2 separate regions of the Sus scrofa genome follow, and region 1 is linked to region 2. A link is a contact called in public Hi-C data. All regions are on one chromosome and are shown on one strand. Each heading gives the region's core, a stretch centred on a gene start, on an enhancer-like site or on the middle of the called end of the contact. The rest is flanking DNA. Distances are from core to core; before and after follow the strand shown.

What was found. A called contact is a pair of places that touch in the nucleus more often than the background predicts.
Region 1: a contact with region 2 is called in a Hi-C map of retroperitoneal adipose tissue, with 2.1 times the contacts expected there. The contact joins two enhancer-like sites. A contact is called at or near these places in 1 of 5 promoter capture datasets (liver), 20 of 47 Hi-C or Micro-C datasets (adipocytes, alveolar macrophages, embryonic fibroblasts and 11 more) and 1 of 2 datasets of contacts at active chromatin or transcription factors (skeletal muscle).

Annotation. Positions count from the first base shown.
Region 1 is chr1:221,088,787-221,091,662 of Sscrofa11.1, reverse strand. All of the region lies in intron 2 of KANK1 (KN motif and ankyrin repeat domain-containing protein 1), which reads left to right. Among named protein-coding and RNA genes, the nearest start is that of MIR9823, 24 kb to the right of the region's middle. Within about 2 kb of position 1,587, at least 3 of the 83 cell types and tissues checked have an H3K27ac peak or open chromatin away from gene starts, as enhancers often do. A contact at or near this core is called in retroperitoneal adipose tissue, where this site is marked.
Region 2 is chr1:221,000,307-221,003,008 of Sscrofa11.1, reverse strand. No RefSeq gene overlaps it. Among named protein-coding and RNA genes, the nearest start is that of DMRT1, 48 kb to the right of the region's middle. Within about 2 kb of position 1,293, at least 10 of the 83 cell types and tissues checked have an H3K27ac peak or open chromatin away from gene starts, as enhancers often do. A contact at or near this core is called in retroperitoneal adipose tissue, where this site is marked.

The DNA.
Region 1 (2,876 bases), core at 338-2,837, 88 kb before region 2:
ACTTGTGTCCTCATGGATGCTAGTCGGGTTTGTTAACCGCTGAGCCACGATGGGAACTCCTAAATATATATTTTAAAATTAAAGTATAGTTGATTTATAATGTTGTGCCAATTTCTGCTGTACAGCAAAGTGACTTAGTCATATATATGTCTGTGTGTGTATGGATGTATATATATGTATGTGTGTGTATATATATATATATATATATATATATATATACACATTCTTTTTTAAATATTATTTTCCATCATAGTCTATCTCAGGAAATTGGATACCATGCTATACAGTAGGGCCTCATTGCTTATCCATTGTAATTGTCATAGTTTACATCTACTAACCCCAAGCTCCCAGTCCACCCCACTCCATCCTCCCTTCCCCTTGGTAACCATAAGTCTGTTCCCCATGTCTATGAGTCTGTTTCTCTTTTGTAGATAGGTTCATTTGTGCCATGTTTTAGATTCCACATATAAATGATACCACATGGTATTTGTCCTTCCAGGAGTTGAGTTTTATGCAATATAAATTACTCTGAGCCAAAGATGAAGGAACGAACATAGAATCCCATGTTGAGCAGCTAAAATTGCTATTATTAAGTTCAAATTTAGTGAAAACATATTAATTATGTTCAAAGAGATACATTGTTTTGAGGGCGTGTTTGCTATAGTAAAAACAATGAAAGGCACAGGAGTCCAGTTTCATTGGCGCTCCCATGGGGTTTTGGGGAGAGTTTAAATTGGCACCTTTCTGCGGGGCAACCTGACAGTATCCATCAGAATGTGCATACTCTATCTTTTTTTTTTAGTTGAAGTATAGTTGATTTGCAATCAAACTCTGTCTTTTCATCTCATAAATCCACTTTTTGTAATTCATCCACAGCAAATTATTGGACAAGTACACAAAGCTTTATGTAAAAGTATGTTTCTCAAAGAGTTTGTAATATGAAAACATTGGAAAGAATCTAAATATTCAATAATAAATAGAGGTCAAATGAAATTAGCACAAATATGAAAGGGAACACTATGCACACATTAAAAGAACAGATGTAGGTATTAAAACAATGACTATAATAAATGTTAAATAAAATAACATTTGGAAGATATTTATATGGGTACACGTGTATATAAGCACGGGGAAGATTTGGGAAGCTGCCTACAAAAGTGTCAGCATTAGCGGAATTATAGCTGACTTTTCACTTTCTCTCTTTACACTTCTTTTATTGTTGAAAATTTAGTACTGTTATACGGAGAGGGGAAAGATAATTTGGAAGGTTCAGCAAAAAAGCAGCCACTCTGGGAGCTGAGTTGGAGGAGAAGCAAGAGCCCGGCTCTTTCAGTGTGTCTTTGATGTGAGTGGTGGGAACTCTCTGACTGGTCAGTGCTGTGCCAGGAGGTGCTTTTGGGACTTGTGAGGCACCATCTCTGTCCTGCTGACCTTACACAAGGTCCCTTATGGTCTTCCTCTATTGGGCCACATCAGCACCAGGGCCTCATCTGCCCCTTGAACCCAGGATTTAGAAGAACAGACTTGCTGAATGTCTGTCAGGCCTGGTGGTGTCATTAGGGCTGTCCTAGTCCAGCTATGAAGAATTAGAGGCCCAGAGTGTTTAAGGAACTTTCTCAGAGCCCTGGAGGTAGTTCCAGGCCAAGTTGCAATGAAAATGCAGTTCCCAGACTCCTAGTCTTGGGCGGCTCTTTTGCTTTTCACTGAGTTCTACTGTTATGGATGACAGTTCTCACAAGCGGCCTTAAACACCAGAGAAGAAGAGATCTCCAGATAAGGGACTGGGTTTTCTCTATCAAGTTAAAACATTAAATTGTTAGGCCTTTTTCCGGATCTGTGTCCTGTGAAATATGGGAAAATTCTGAGGTTCCTGACTTTGCTTGGGTCCTGGCCTCTTTGGGATACCTCATAAAGCAGAAAAATCTCTCCTTAACAATATGGGTTTGCTAGAAGCCACAAAACTTTGCATTTTATTGGGGGAGGGTTCAGGAACCCTCTGAAACCTGTCACTGTTGTGAATGTTCTTTGTCTTGTATTCCTTGTGTTTCAAGTAATTCTGTTGCATTTGGACAGACTGAAACTATGCACTGATTTTCATACCATTGTGGTAAAGATTTCTTGACAAAACAGTACTATGGGGAGAGAGAAAGGACAGGAACTGGGAAGATCCAGACACCTCATCACATTAGACATCACATTAATGTTGTCTTTGTTTCCTATTGCTGTTAGATTAACTTCTCAATAAAAGTAAAAGTTTATGATATTTCTAAATAAAATTCCTACCATACTGGTGCAACTGCTTTCATCTTGGCAGTGTGCTCTACTCTGTTCCATCCATGCAAGTAATTTATGATTACAACCAAAGACTGTCTTTAGTGTGTTCTTTCACACTGTTCTTTGCAAGAGGACAGTTCCTTCCATAAGAAAGACCAGGTGAGGCCCAGGATGAGGCCAGGATTTCTTTATACTTCTCACCAAAACTAGATGTTTGAATAAGAGCAGGTCATTTCCACTTAAAATGTATGTGAGTTTTGGAAATAATCTAGTGCCCTGGTTTTCAAATTGGCTGGAGGACTTATGAACACACTGACCACTGGGCCCACCTGAGGGGTTTCTGATTCATTGGTTCAGGGTGGGGCCCAGGAATATGCATTTCTAGTTCCCAGGTGATCCTGGCACAACTGGTCCAGGGCCACACTTTGAGAACCAGTGACCTAGGGAGTAGAGGTCCTATAAGGCAGTGTGTTTTCCAAACTTTTCTGATAACAAGAATCACTTGGAGATAACTGTGAAAAAATATAAATTCCAACTCCGTGCCAGACTCACTGACTCAGAATCTCTGGGGAGAGTCTTGGGATGCTGCATTATCAGATTTG
Region 2 (2,702 bases), core at 44-2,543:
TGACATTTTATTTATCCATTCATCTGTAGATGGACATTTGGGTTGTTACCGCTTCATTTTCAGTGAAGGCACTGAAGCTCTGAGTGGCTCAGGGTTACCCCATTCTTAGCGGAAAGCCTTGTCAGAAAGACCAGGTCTCTTGCCTCCCAGGCCAAGACTATTTATCACTACTCCAGGCTACTGAGCATGGCACCCTTTTACTTCACATTCTGCTCTGGCTTCAAATAGTGAAAAATGACAAACCCTTATATAGCACTTAACTACATGCCAGACACTGTTCTCTGTGCTTTATGCATCTTAACTCATTTTCTCCTCACCATAGACCTACCTGGGACACAGCTGTACCCCATGAGTTTTCCCTCTCTGTAGATGAGGAAACAAGCAGAGAGAGGTTAAGTAACTCGCCCAATGTCACACAGCTATTAAGTGACAAAGCCAGTACAAAAACACAGGTTCAGAGTCCCTGCACTTAATGGCTCTACCACACAACCTCCTTGTAGAGAGAAAAGAATTCTTCACCAAAGGAACACATCTGAGTGGGATTATATTTCCAGTGTTAGAGACTCAATTCCAGAGAGGAAATCAGTCAAGGTGCCCTTTATCAGAGATTAACTCAGGAAGAAAGTTCATCTGAGAAAAAAGACTGCAAGTTGAATTACATCATCTTTTACACAAACATCCATGGCCCCAATCTGCTTGGGTCTCTGGGGACAGAGTCTCCTTCCTTGACCAAGATGACCTAGGAACCATAGCACAAAGGAAAATCCTTCAGGTCCAGACTTAGTTTCCTAAAAGATTGTAGACTCTGCTCAATTAAAGATACAGAAGTCTGATTCTGGGGGTGCTCGGGCTGCTGAAACTGCAATTAGTTTTCCACGTGCCTCTGAGTCTCACGCTCCAGCCTACAGCAGCCGCTATAGTTAGGCTCAGGCCAGCAATCTGCAGACCCCAGAAGAGTCACACAAGCACCCAACAATCTTGCCCCCGGTATATGCAGGTCATGTGACTTGTTGACTGGGAAGGTGTCAACTTCTAGAAAGAAAACCAAAGAGAATCCACAGCTGCTTTCTTTAAGCCTCTTATACTTAGATCAACAAGTGATGAAGAAATCACTCCCATCGTAAAGAGGAAGAAAATTGAAGGGAGACCCACTGTCTCCAGTAAAACAAACATGGGCGCTTAATTTCCAGGCACTGCTGAGAAAATGTATTATTAGAAAGTCCCAGCCCCGAGGGACTTTGTGTCCTTGCAGTGTGGCTGTCTGAGTTCTCTGGGTTGTGGTTTCAGCCAGGAAGTCAAAGGGCTTCAGCTGCTGGGTCAACAAACACATAACTTGACCTGCCACAGCACATGGGGCTGTAGGTTTGGTGAGACTGTCAAGGTACCTTTCCAGGGTGACCAGTTGCTGACTTCTGCCATTTCCTTTGGGAAGCTACAGATGCCTGAAACAGCAAGAAAGGCCATAAGTGCCTTGCTATTTTATGTGTCCAGCCGTTTTGAAATTTTTCTCTTCAGTCCTACCCACCCACAGTATCAGCCAATTCCTACATTAGAAGTCAGGTGCCACAGGAATCAGGGTGATACTCAGTCAGCTGTTTTTCCTGCCACTTGTACATTGAAGGCTACAGTTCCAGACCAGCTCTCCAGATCTTGATAAAACACTTCCAGGAGTTCCCATTGTGGCTCAGCGGAAACGAATCTGACTAGGATCCATGAGGATGCAGTTTCGATCCCTGGCCTCGCTCAGTGGGTTGAGGATCCAGAGTTGCCCTGGGCTGTGGTGTAGGTCTCAGATACAGCTCCGATCTGGGATTGCTATGGCTATGGTGCAGGCAGTCAGCTACAGCTCCTACGACACCTAGCCTGGGAACTTCCGTATGCTGTGGGTGGGCCGTGAAAAGCCAAAAAATAAATAATAATAATAATAATAACCACCTTCTAGCCCTGGCTCTGTGAATAAGTTCTGTGGTACCCACCTCTTTCCCAGAACTCTGCACCCTTGAGTTCTAATGAAGCCAAAGACTCTGTCCAGAGCTGTGGCAAGAAAGAATCTATGGCAGCAGGAAACCAGGGAAACCTGCAGGCTGCAGCACGCTGCTAGTAATGTGCAGACCCCGACGAGTCATAAGCAGCCAACCCCACCCCACCCTTGTGACAGTTAGGTCATGTGGCCTGTTGAACAGGAGGAAAGTCTGAGAACAGAAGCCAAAGAGAATCCACAGCTGCTTTCTCCAAGCCTCTTCTCCTTGGAGCAGCAAATGATGAGGAAATCACATGAGATCAGGCTTGTGAAAGCTTTCTGTAAACTTGCATGGGCACTCTAGAAGCCTTAGCCTTTTTGCTAAGGGTTAAGAGAACTTTTTCTTCAGGGGGGTTTTCATCATTCCAAATTTCACTCCCTGAGCACAGAGCAACTCATACCAAAGCAACATCCTCTGGGTTACCCCAGGAGCATGGACGAGAGCTGAGCAGGTGGGAACCCATCACACTGCAGAGGTCCATGTTCAGATCTGATTGTCTACTGCAGCACTGAACCTAGGCTGGCTGCTCTGAAGGGGGAAAGTAAGAAGGTTTTCTGAGGAGTCTGGAGCCTGTCTTTGTGGGGTGTGAGAAGGAAGGGGGTCCTCTCAGAATTAGGACATGCTGTGTGGCAGGCAGCCCCAGGGCTTCCTTAACTTCCCTGCTCTTCTCCATGCAAGACT